Regions from separate parts of the Mus musculus genome. Here region 2 is linked to region 1. Evidence: chromatin contacts called from public Micro-C data. All regions are on one chromosome and are shown on one strand. Each heading gives the region's core, a stretch centred on a gene start, on an enhancer-like site or on the middle of the called end of the contact. The rest is flanking DNA. Distances are from core to core; before and after follow the strand shown. Region 1 overlaps Nomo1 (nodal modulator 1). Region 2 overlaps Nomo1 (nodal modulator 1).

Region 1 (5,359 bases), core at 2,663-5,162:
GGCTTTTTCCTTCACTCTCAGCACGTCCCTTCAAGCAGAACCTGAAACCCCCACCCTATTCTACCAATATCACCTAAGACCACTGGCCTGCCCTTTCCTTTCAAAGTCCAAGAACCCACACCTAACGGCCAGAACCCAGGCCAAGACAGGTTCTTTCCAACCCACCCTTCCTCACAACAAGCCTGGTGCCCTGTCTGAGTGTGTCCTGCGTGCTCAGAGCACCAAGCCTGGGCTCTCCCGGGAGGCACTGAGCTCCAATCCCCCTGAACTCTGGCTCCTCAACTGAAACCCCACTAACTTAATTTCATATCTTCATCCAACTCCTCAGGGCCTGGAATGCTTGTTTGACTTCCTATACCTTATCCCTGTCTCATTAAAAATGTAGACTTGCAGACTCACTGATGCCTATCCTGCCTTAGCTACTTGCTACACAGCAGGCACCCAGTGCCTCCTTGATGAACAAAGGCAGGCACTATGAAAGAGAGCTTGAAAGTGGTACAGTGTTAGCTTGGCATGACAACACACTCACACTCTTATAATACAAGCAGTAGGTGTGGCTATGCAGGGCATGGTGACACACACCTGTGATCTCAGCACTCAGGAGGCACACACCTGTGACCTCAGCACTCAGGAGACACACACCTGTGACCTCAGCACTCAGGAGACACACACCTGTGACCTCAGCACTCAGGAGACACACACCTGTGACCTCAGCACTCAGGAGGCACACACCTGTGACCTCACACATCTGTGACCTCACACACCTGTGATCTCATCGCTCAGGAGACACACACCTGTGACCTCAGCACTCAGGAGGCACACACCTGTGACCTCAGCACTCAGGAGACACACACCTGTGACCTCAGCACTCAGGAGACACACACCTGTGACCTCAGCACTCAGGAGACACACACCTGTGACCTCAGCACTCAGGAGACACACACCTGTGACCTCAGCACTCAGGAGACACACACCTGTGACCTCAGCACTCAGGAGGCACACACCTGTGACCTCAGCACTCAGGAGACACACACCTGTGATCTCACAGACCTGTGACCTCAGCACTCAGGAGGCACACACCTGTGATCTCATTGCTCAGGAGGCACACACCTGTGATCTCATTGCTCAGGAGACACACACCTGTGACCTCAGCACTCAGGAGGCACACACCTGTGACCTCAGCACTCAGGCAGCTAAGCCAGGAGGATCATAAGTTTAAGGCCATCCTGGGATACACAGTGGTACTATCTCAAAACAAGAAAGGAGGGGCAAGGAAGAATAAGAAAGCGGTTCCTTTTAGGAATAATCCTTCTGAGAGTATGTGGTAAGCAGCTAAGGATCCCCTTACTCACTCACAGCCAACCAACGTTCTTCTCAGGCTCTTACTGTGTGCCAGGTGCTGCAGCACACGGGTGAGACAAGGATGCTTCCTGGCCTGATGGAACCTTCTAGGCCCTCACTTGAAACGCCATGTTTTTTTACCAGTTAAGACCTGCATTTGACCTCCATCTGGGTACTTTGCCCAAGCACCTGCCGCACCCTTCCTGCAAGGTTGTACAGGCAATAAAAGCTCCAGGCTCATTTTCTTGGCCTCCTGCTCCCACACTTAGATGCCCTATGCAAGGTTGGAAGGCGGGGCCAGCTCCTTTGACCCTGCACTAGTTTAGCAGATTGCTTTTCAGTACAGTATGAAAATATAGAGTGGCTTTTCACTAACACTACCTCCGGGTGCCCCTGGGTGCTTCCTCCATATTGCAAGCTGCCAGCAGGGACCACCTGTCATCGGTTCTTAAAGTCGCAGCAGAAGGATGAACACATTTACAGTGTTGTGAAGATCCCGCCATGCCTTCCTACCACGTGGTCCACGCTCATGTGGTTATCACTGCCCCGGCCTTGTAACTGGCCCAGGCCGGCTCCACTCATCTCACCTCTCCTCAGGAGCTCTCGGCAGCACAAGAGGAAAGTGGACACCAGGCTCTGAGGCATCACCTCTCCAAGCCTCTGTGCCCTCCTCTCCAGCTTCCCTGACCCACTCAGTGCCTCACACTCCAGACACACTCCTGCCTTAAGACCTTGGCATTCACCACACTTTAGGTATAATTCGCCTGCTCCCCTTCAGACTGTAGCTCAGTCACCTTCAGAGAGAACCAACATGAGATGCTGCCCTGTAGCCCTGCCCTGAACTGCAAGGCCCTTCTGTCCCAGAGAGCCCTTACTGCCTTCTAAAACACTTACTAACTTGCTTAGATAAACAGGCCTGGCTTCTCCCATCACTAAATCGTAACTTCCAGAAAGACTGTTGCATCCTACTGCATGGCCAACGTGGAACAGAACTCAAGACATCTTACTGAAAGAACAGCACTGACCGGGACCCTAGCTGTACTGGCTAGTTTTGTGTCAACTTGACACAGCTGGGGTTATCACAGAGAAAGGAGCTTCAGTTGAGGAAATGCCTCCATGAGATCCAACTGTAAGGCATTTTCTCAATTAGTGATCAAGGGGGAAAGGCCCCTTGTGGGTGGGACCATCTCTGGGCTGGTAGTCTTGGGTTCTATAAGAGAGCAGGCTGAGCAAGCCAGGGGAAGCAAGCCAGTAAAGAACATCCCTCCATGGCCTCTGCATCAGCTCCTGCTCCCTGACCTGCTTGAGTTCCAGTCCTGACTTCCTTTGGTGATGAACAGCAGCATGGAAGTGTAAGCCAAATAAACCCTTTCCTCCCCAACTTGCTTCTTGGTCATGATGTTTGTGCAGGAATAGAAACCCTGACTAAGACACTAGCTATCTCTGCAAGATGAAGATGCTGTGTAAGAGAGGAAGTACACCTATGGTACCCCGGGCCACTGCATGCGGTCCCATTTCCTCCGATAGCAATGGACAGGTGCTGCTGTGGACACGTCTGAACCATCTGCGCCCTGGGCTGGGAACCCAAACACCTGCAGAGAGCACTGGGAGGCTTCACCTCGATTCTCAGGCTGTCGTGCTCCACCGTGAAGTCAAGCCGGGAGGGCGCCACGTCGAAGGTGATCCTTTCTCCTCGGTAGAAGGGCACCTGGGAGGGGCGGGCTGGGGATTAGGAAGCATCTGCATCGCCATGCAGCAATCAGCGCTCACCAAGGTCTAGCAGCCAAACAACCCAGAGGACCGTGAACCGCAGTTGCTGGTGGTCTAAGGAGAAGCCTTGCACTCTACTGTGACCCACTTGCAACCTAAGTGTTTCTCAATGCGGAACTGCTCGGGTGCCGGAGTGCCTGTACGGGCATCATGAGACACCTTATGGACAGGTCTGAGTCTGAATCCAAGATCCAGTGTATGTCACACACACCTTACAGAGTCACAGGCTGGTAGCAAACTTAGCAGTGTCCTCAGATTTTACAGTGTTTTAGGTCTGGGGGTTTTTAGTTTTAGGGACACTCAATCTATCCTTGCTAGGCCAAGTGTTCACGACGGTCAACCCACCATTTGGTCATTCAATATGTATGACTAGGACCTGAAATTCCCCTAAAAGCTCATGTGCTGGTATGTCGCAGGATAGCTATGGATGTGGCCCCCAAACATCCGGGTACAGCAGGGTCATGTTGCAGTGTCAAAAGGCTAGCCACTCCTGTGCTACAGGCATGCCTGTCGGCACTGCTGGGAGGTGGTGGCACCCTCAGGAACCCAGTGGAAGAAGGTCACTTCACTGGCAGCATGCCCTTGACGCCACGTCAAAATCCCAGCCCGGCTGCTCTTCCAAGTTCTGTGCACTTCAGCCTCCATGAAGTGAAGAGGATTCCCTACCACGGGCTTTGCCCGCACCCTCGTGCCTCACCTCCATCAGTCAGGAACTGAAACTATGATCTAAGATAAGCTCTATTCCGGGACATCTGTTTACCCCATCATACATGTCATCATATGGAAAGCTGACTCACACAGGTTCCTCTCAAGCCATGGTGTCCCGAACAGATAAGAGACCTGCCCACCCACTCACTCACCACAGTGTAGCCCCCACTCGGCAAGGAATAGAAAGAAAATGAGCCGTCTTCTTTGGAGACCGCATAGCACAGATAAACCAGGCTCTCATCTGGGGGCTGGAACCCGGACACTGGGGACACATTGCAGCCCAGGACATCCTATGGAGAGAAAGAAGAGATTTCTATTTCCACGTTCCGATTGCCCAACAGCCACAGGTAAGGCCAGGCCAACTTGTAGAGGTCAATGCATGGGTTTCTCAAGCCAGGGGATCCATGCAGGCAAATGGAACACAAATCTTTACATCCAGCTTCCAAAGTTAAAAATGAGCAGTCTCCTTAGGGAAGACGGTGAGGCTCCTCCCAATAACAAAGAAAACTGGCCAAGGAAGGGAAACGATGCACCCAAGATGCCACAGAGCAAGGGCGTTCATTAGGACCTGATACTGTGTGAACCTCGTCAAAGCCTGAGCACCGGCCACCTCCACAGCCTTGTGGTGCCATCACTGGAGAAACTAACCGCCATTGGTATGCTCAACGGCGGCCCTGCCTGCCACTGCCCGCCCTGACCTTGGCTCCTCACTTTTGTATGCTTACCTCTTTGTTCACTAAAGAAGAAAAGAGAAGAAACTTCACCCCTTTCATGGGCTCCCCGTCACTGCGGACAGAGCCGGACACATTATAGCCAGCCACTATGAGGGGACCAGCTGCGTTAGCATTCGAGTTCGTCACACGCACCGTGGTACTTGCCTAGAAAAGAAAAGGGTCTTCAGATTCAATAGCACTAAACCCTGACAGCCTAACTTGGCGGCTGACACCAGCAATCCCAGCATTGGGAAGCTGGAGTAGGGAGATTATTGTGAATTAGAGGCCAGCCTGGGCTAGACAGAGGGTGACAGCCTCAAAGAGAAATTTAACTACTATAATATTTTAGAAATCAGCCTTTATATGACAGTTCAAACACTTAAAACCTTTTAAATATTCTTTGGGCTGTTTGTTTGTTTGGAGACAGGGTGGTCTATAGCCGAGGCTGGTCTAGAACTCACTATACATAGCCCAGGCTAGCCAAAAATCTCACAGCAATCCTCCTGCTTCAGCATTCAAAGTACTAGAATTACAGGTATGTGCCACTCCCTGCTTAGACATTCCTTCAATGACTGCTGCTAACATCTCAGCCACTTCTGATTAAAAGTTCAGATACAAAACAGAAAAAAAAGGTTGAAATTTTAAACCAGAAGGGAAATCACTGTTTTTCCTTTCCTTGGAACAAAAGGTTTTCTCTGGCTCGAACACTCGCCTGACACTCAGGGTGTGCTGACCCACAACCCCATCCGCCCTTAACAGTCACACAAGCTGTCTGAGAGCTCTCCTCCCCTAAGGTACACGGACAACAGGCCTCTAGAATATTTAGC
Region 2 (5,707 bases), core at 1,044-3,543, 40 kb before region 1:
TGCACAGCATTTGCGTTGTCTCAGCAGTAACCAGGGAAATAAATCCCATGAATCTGTTGGTCTGTGCTGAGTCAGCCGTCGTTGTCGTCTTCTAGTTTTTCTCCAACTTCCCCCCTAGTTCCCCCATCATGGGTGAAGTAGCAAGGCACCGAAAGGTCTACAATCAAGGCAAACTGCACACTGTAGGTCTTCAAAGCCTGGATGAGCAATCACTCAGTATTTGCTCTATGCATAAGAGCGTTGCGTGCAGGTGTGGTGAAGGAGCCACAACCACAGTAAGTGGGAACCCATCAGAGCTCACCGGGGACGGCAGGATACAGCAGCCTCTCCCTCTTCCTTCCCATTCCATCTGCATCCTGCCTGCCGAGGGCAGGCACCACAGAAGCAACAATCATAAACTCCACAAGCCAGCCAGACTCATGTGTTTGAATATGCAAACTGTATTCTCTCAACATCTTCCAGTTTATGTTTTTCCACAAAAAAAATAAAATTGCCAGGCGTTATGGATAAAGCTTAATGGATTGGGCAATGCCCTGGGTTCCATCCCCAAGAGTGCTGGGATGTAAAGAAAAGGATGATCTGAGGAGATGCTCGGAGCATAACGCCTGAGGACCAGAGTTCAGATCCCCAGCACACACATGAAAGCCAGGCATGAGTAGAGACCAGCCTATCATCCCAGAATGCTAGACTTGGAGACAGGATCTCTGGAGGTAGCCAGACTAGTTGACTTGATGAGCTCTGGAATCAGCAAGTGATCCTGCCTCTTTAAACGATGGGGAGAATGATTGAAGAACATAGCAGCCTCTGCTTCCACAGTGCACCACACATATATATCTGCACCTTACATGCGTGCAACATGTTCATACACATGCAAAAAGTAGATATTAGAACTAACATGCATTTGGTCATCTTAATATAGTTCAAAATGAACACGTACAGACATTAATATAAATAATATAACCAGTAGTATTCTGAGAGTGTTGTAACATCCTTAGAATGACTTCATGACCACAGGAAGGCTGGACAGTGGCTCCTGCAGAGGGAGAACTTGAGAGCTCAGAGCAGCCAGGAAAGGTAATGGAGAAACAGTTCACCAGGTGCCACCTTCCTAGTTAGAACCTGTGAGGTTTTCATCTTGGTTTTTCGAAAATAGCCACAGAGCAACAGACATGGCGGTGGGCTGTGCCCAAACTGAGAACATTCCTCAGACCAGATGACATCTCTGGCAGGCTCTCAGTTTCCCTGGGATGCCCTGTGCTCACACTAAATATCCTGTGTCCCCAGTGTCCATATGATAAGTACAACGTCTTTATGATCTGACCTAAGAAATAGCTACTCTCACCCCTCTGTCATTCTACTGGTCACAGGGGCCATGCACATTCTTGGGTGTTGTAACGGCTATTCCTGGTTGTCAGCTTGGCCGCATCTGGGATGAACCACAATCCAGAAGTGGAGGGCGTATCCATGATCCAGATCGTGAGGCTGGAAGACTCAGGCTTCTGACCCAGATCTTGACATGGAGATCTTGAGGCATAGTGGCCATGAAACATAGTGGCCATAGTGGCCCAGGCAGGGTACGTGCACCCCTTTAATCCCAGGAGACTGAGGCAAGCAGATCTGATTCAAGGCCAGCCTGGGGCAAAGCAAGTTCCAGATCCAGGCGTGGTGGCACACAGCTTTATTCTGAGCCGCACCTTCAGCTGGAGGCCCACGTAAGGACCTTGGGAGAAGGAAGGGCTCACTCTTCTTCATCTGCTTGCACTTACCTGCCAGCACATCTGCTGGAACCTACTTCTTCAGGATCCCAGCTTCTACAGAAGACCAGCTGAAACAACTGGCCTCGTGGGGCTGAGCAACTACTAGATTCTTGGACTTCCCACCCGCAGCTGCCCACTGTTGGGTCAGTCGGCCTACAGACTGAAAGTCATTACAATAAATTCCCTTAATATATAGAAACATTGCAGAAGTTCTGTCACTCCAGAATGTTGGGCCCCATTTTGACCCTGGTTTGGGCCTTGAGGACACACCTGAGCCTGGCTCGAGTTTCTGCAGCCTTGTGGGAGAGCCTAAGCCTGGCTTGAGTTTTGAGACCTGTCTCAGTCACTTCAGTGACTCAGCAAGACCTGTTTTGGCCCTGCCTCTGCCCCGCCTTTGCTGAGGTAGAGCTTTGCCATTGGCCCTGTCAGTCACCCCATATCCTCCATCACCCTTCCCCGCCTCCTATGTCATCTTACCTCACCAATAATCCCCCTCCCTATGTTCTGAACTTATATAAGGGAGAGGCTGACACCATAAAGTTGAGTTCCTGCTTCGACAAGTCTCCCCGCTCATTGTGTTTCTTTTGGGCTCACCATCCCGCTCAGCCCCAGAAAGATCCCGGCAGAGCCAAGATCCTGACTAATACAGAAGTGGAGACTATCCAGGGCAATGTGGATTCTAGGAGACTCATCCTGAGCCTGGTCTGCCTCCAGTACCCGCTGCAGCCAAGAGGCCACAAACATCCACATGTTTCTATCTTATCAACAAAAACCAAACAAAGCTAATAGAAAACACTTTATAAAGGCTATGTACTTAAGCTCAGTGCTTCATGGGATATGGAGCCCCATGGAGGGAAAGCATAGCAGGAGCGTGTAGCAGTTGGTCCTGCCACGTCCCCAGTCAGGAGTCAGAGACGTGGACTCTGCTCAGATCACAGTCTCCAATCCTAGCCCGTGGTCTGGGACCACCCACACTTAAGGTGCATCTTCCCACATGGATAACCTAATCTAGAAAATCCCTCAGAGGTGGACCAACATTTGTTTCCATGGCGATTCTAAATCCCATCAAGCTGACAGCACTTAACCATCACGGTAACAAGCAGCCTTGTCCCCTGAGCTTGACCAACGCTTCTCTCAGGCTACTCTGGCCTGTAGGGACTGGTTCTTCCTGGCTTTGGGTGCTCACTCATGTAACAGGAGAGACCAGGGGGAAAGCGTGAAGCTTGGATTGAAGAGCTATAGCTGGAAGCGTTTCGAGGTATCCTTCCTTAGTCATGTCTTAGGCTTGTTTTCTTGGCATTTTCTCATGTAGCCCGAGCTGGCCTTAAGCTCATTATGTAGCTGAGGATGACCCTGAATTTCTTATCCTCCTTCCTCCACCTGCCAAGTACTGGAGCACAGGGTGTACACCCACTTTGTGTGGGACCGTGAAAGGCAGCCTGTTTTCTGGTCGAACTAGGTTTAAACCCCGGACACCCAGCAGATAACTCTGCAAGGGACAGAAGGCCTGTTTGCCATGGTCCCAGACACTAACTAGGCTCCTGACATGAGGCCCCAGATCCATAATTCTGTGACCATCAGTCACATAGGGCAACACCCCAAGCTCCTGGTGATCTGTCTGGACTCCGCCCCCACAGTTACCTGGCAACAGCCAGGTGAGCTGGCCCACTATAAACGGGGCTGCTTGCCCCTCCTCTTACTTCTACACCTGCTTCCTGATTGCTTCTCTCCTGACCTCTTGCTTCCCTTCTCTCGGCATTCCCTTCCCAACTCTCTCCACGTGGCCACAGACTGTCTCTTCTCGTCAGGATCCGCTGTGCTGGAGCAATGGAGCAGGTCTTCCTCTAAAGAGCCGCGCATCTAAGCTCCCGCAGGAAGGCCTCTCAGCACTCCCAGTCACTGTCTACACCAACCCAAGCCACAGACCAAGCAAGGCAAAGACTCCCCTCCCTGCGGAAACCAGCCGGAGCTGGTTTCCTCCTGCCCTTTTCCCTTTGGCCCCGGGCCAGAGGCCCCACAGGCCCCCACTCTGTCCTCAGCTCTTGCGCCACTGGCATCTGTGGTATCCAAGAGCTAGAACCTGCAGTCCCTGTTATCTGTGTGGCTCGGGGACCCCAGAGCCAGCTCTTCCACGGCAACCAGAGGCATCTGTGGTGCCCAAGAGTCAGAGCCTGACTCCAGCAGTTCCACGGGGACCTCAGCCTGTGCTTCCCCACCCCCGGCGCAGGGTCCTGCAGCTTCTCACAGCCCGACGCCCACCTGGCGGCCACCTGGAATACACAAAGTCCTATGGCTACCTTTGCAGAGGGACAGAGCCCACTGACATCTAGTTGTCTCCCACAGGCTTTCAGCCTTTATAGAGTGTCAATTAAACGCCCCATTAGTACTTAAGGGGGGTGTTCACTGTGCTGTCACTTGGAGAGTTAGAATGGATACCCATATCCACACACCGTATAGATTATGTCTCATCTGTTCCAGAGGCTCATGAGGCTCACCTCCCCTGTGCAGCAAGCAAACCCACATGCGTGTCAAGTGGCCAGTTGACACAGATATACACAGACGGACAGACACCCCTCCCCAAGAAGTGAAATACTTTTAAAGCCCAGCACAACAGAGTTCTTCTGGCTTCTCTAAGATACAGGACGTACATCCAGGGACCACAGTGAGCTGAGCTCAGCCACAGGTTGGCTGTGCCACACAGGGCAGTCCCCACAGCCTCTGTCGCTGGGGCTGAATGCCCACCCGCTCTGTATGCACCCCACACTATGCCAAGTTACAACACAAACGAGTGGCTGACTTTATTCATCCAGCTGTTGACAGACCCTTCTGGGAGGGACAGATGTTGCTGCAGCTTCTGGCACGGGCCTCGAGTGCAGGGGGCGGTTTGGGGAAAGTCCAGAAGGCACAGCAGACCAACGCCATGTTTCCTGGACTCTTCTTGCAAACGAATGTGGAAGATTAGATTATGTTCTCACGCCACCAGCTCAGCTTAAATACTTCTCTGACAAAAATAATAATAATAAATTATCTTCAACTCAGAAAATAAATTGTGTTCAGCAGGGTGACAGGAGGGTCCATTCGTCGCATTGCACCACAGGGCTACACAGGAGAGGACAGACAGGCAGGACACCAACACAAGGGTGACAGGGCCCAGGGCCTGCCTGAAGTGAGTGAGCATGTGCCTTTGTCCCCAGGCAGGCGGCAGCCCTGGCTGTGTCATCTGCAGGAGACGGGGCCTCCTTCTTCCTCACGTGCGTCTGGTCTTCTGTTTCTTGGTTTGTCTCTTCATGTCTTCTGGGCCGCTGCTGTCAGAGGCCGCCTGGCCAAGGGCTCTGACTCCCTGAAGACGACTCGTCAGCTGCAGCAGCAAAGGAATGAGCTGGAATGAGAGAGACCATGAACACCTGGAAGGCGCCGTGCATCCCCTTATGGGAGCCCCGGGCCTGCAGAAGGCTGGCAGAGAGGTTTTACAGAGGCTGTGACTCTCTACAGGCAACACCTCCCTGAGGATTGGAAATGACATCACTGGAAGAAGATGTAGGAATTTGCCTCGTCTCCTCCAACCTTAACCTTCTACAACTTCCATGACACCGGGCACCCTCCCATAGCCTATCTCCTGCCCCCCGACTTCCCATGAGGCCTTGGCTTCCCTACCTTGTCATGGTTGTAGCCCGCCAACAGGAGCAGCAGCGTCAGAGGCAGGGCAATATAGGACCCCTGCGCAATGTCTTGTTCAGGGAGCTTCCTCTGCAACAAGACAGCCATGACTCCTTGTAAGTTATCACTCATCGACCACTGTCATCCAGAGCTTCAACCCACTCAGCCACCCACACTGGCACCCAAGGTTACCCACAATCCCTTGATATCCAAAAAGAAGCTAACTGGGGTGTGGGTGTGCATCACCCAAGCCCTGAAACTCAGATCTGGAATTCAGGCACAAGGAGACTCCA

Evidence for each region. A called contact is a pair of places that touch in the nucleus more often than the background predicts.
Region 2: a Micro-C map of the G1E-ER4 cell line shows a contact between it and region 1, with 2.1 times the contacts expected there. The contact joins two enhancer-like sites. A contact is called at or near these places in 2 of 15 datasets of contacts at CTCF or cohesin (CD8 T cells and the NIH/3T3 cell line), 38 of 484 Hi-C or Micro-C datasets (the 63-12 cell line, the CH12 cell line, the G1E-ER4 cell line and 16 more), 4 of 115 datasets of contacts at active chromatin or transcription factors (double positive thymocytes and embryonic stem cells) and 2 of 9 other capture datasets (adipose tissue and pancreatic islet).

The regions. Positions count from the first base shown.
Region 1 is chr7:46,044,599-46,049,957 of GRCm38.p6, reverse strand. Nomo1 (nodal modulator 1) reads right to left here. Exons shown (of 31, transcript NM_153057.4): 7 at 4,545-4,697; 8 at 3,972-4,109; 9 at 2,960-3,049. Among named protein-coding and RNA genes, the nearest start is that of Gm39010, 5.7 kb to the right of the region's middle. Within about 2 kb of position 3,912, at least 6 of the 459 cell types and tissues checked have an H3K27ac peak or open chromatin away from gene starts, as enhancers often do. A contact at or near this core is called in the G1E-ER4 cell line, where this site is marked.
Region 2 is chr7:46,083,032-46,088,738 of GRCm38.p6, reverse strand. It overlaps Nomo1 (nodal modulator 1), which reads right to left. Exons shown (of 31, transcript NM_153057.4): 30 at 5,412-5,504; 31 at 4,527-5,136. The coding sequence ends at 5,005. Among named protein-coding and RNA genes, the nearest start is that of Kcnj11, 14 kb to the left of the region's middle. Within about 2 kb of position 2,293, at least 39 of the 459 cell types and tissues checked have an H3K27ac peak or open chromatin away from gene starts, as enhancers often do. A contact at or near this core is called in the G1E-ER4 cell line, where this site is marked.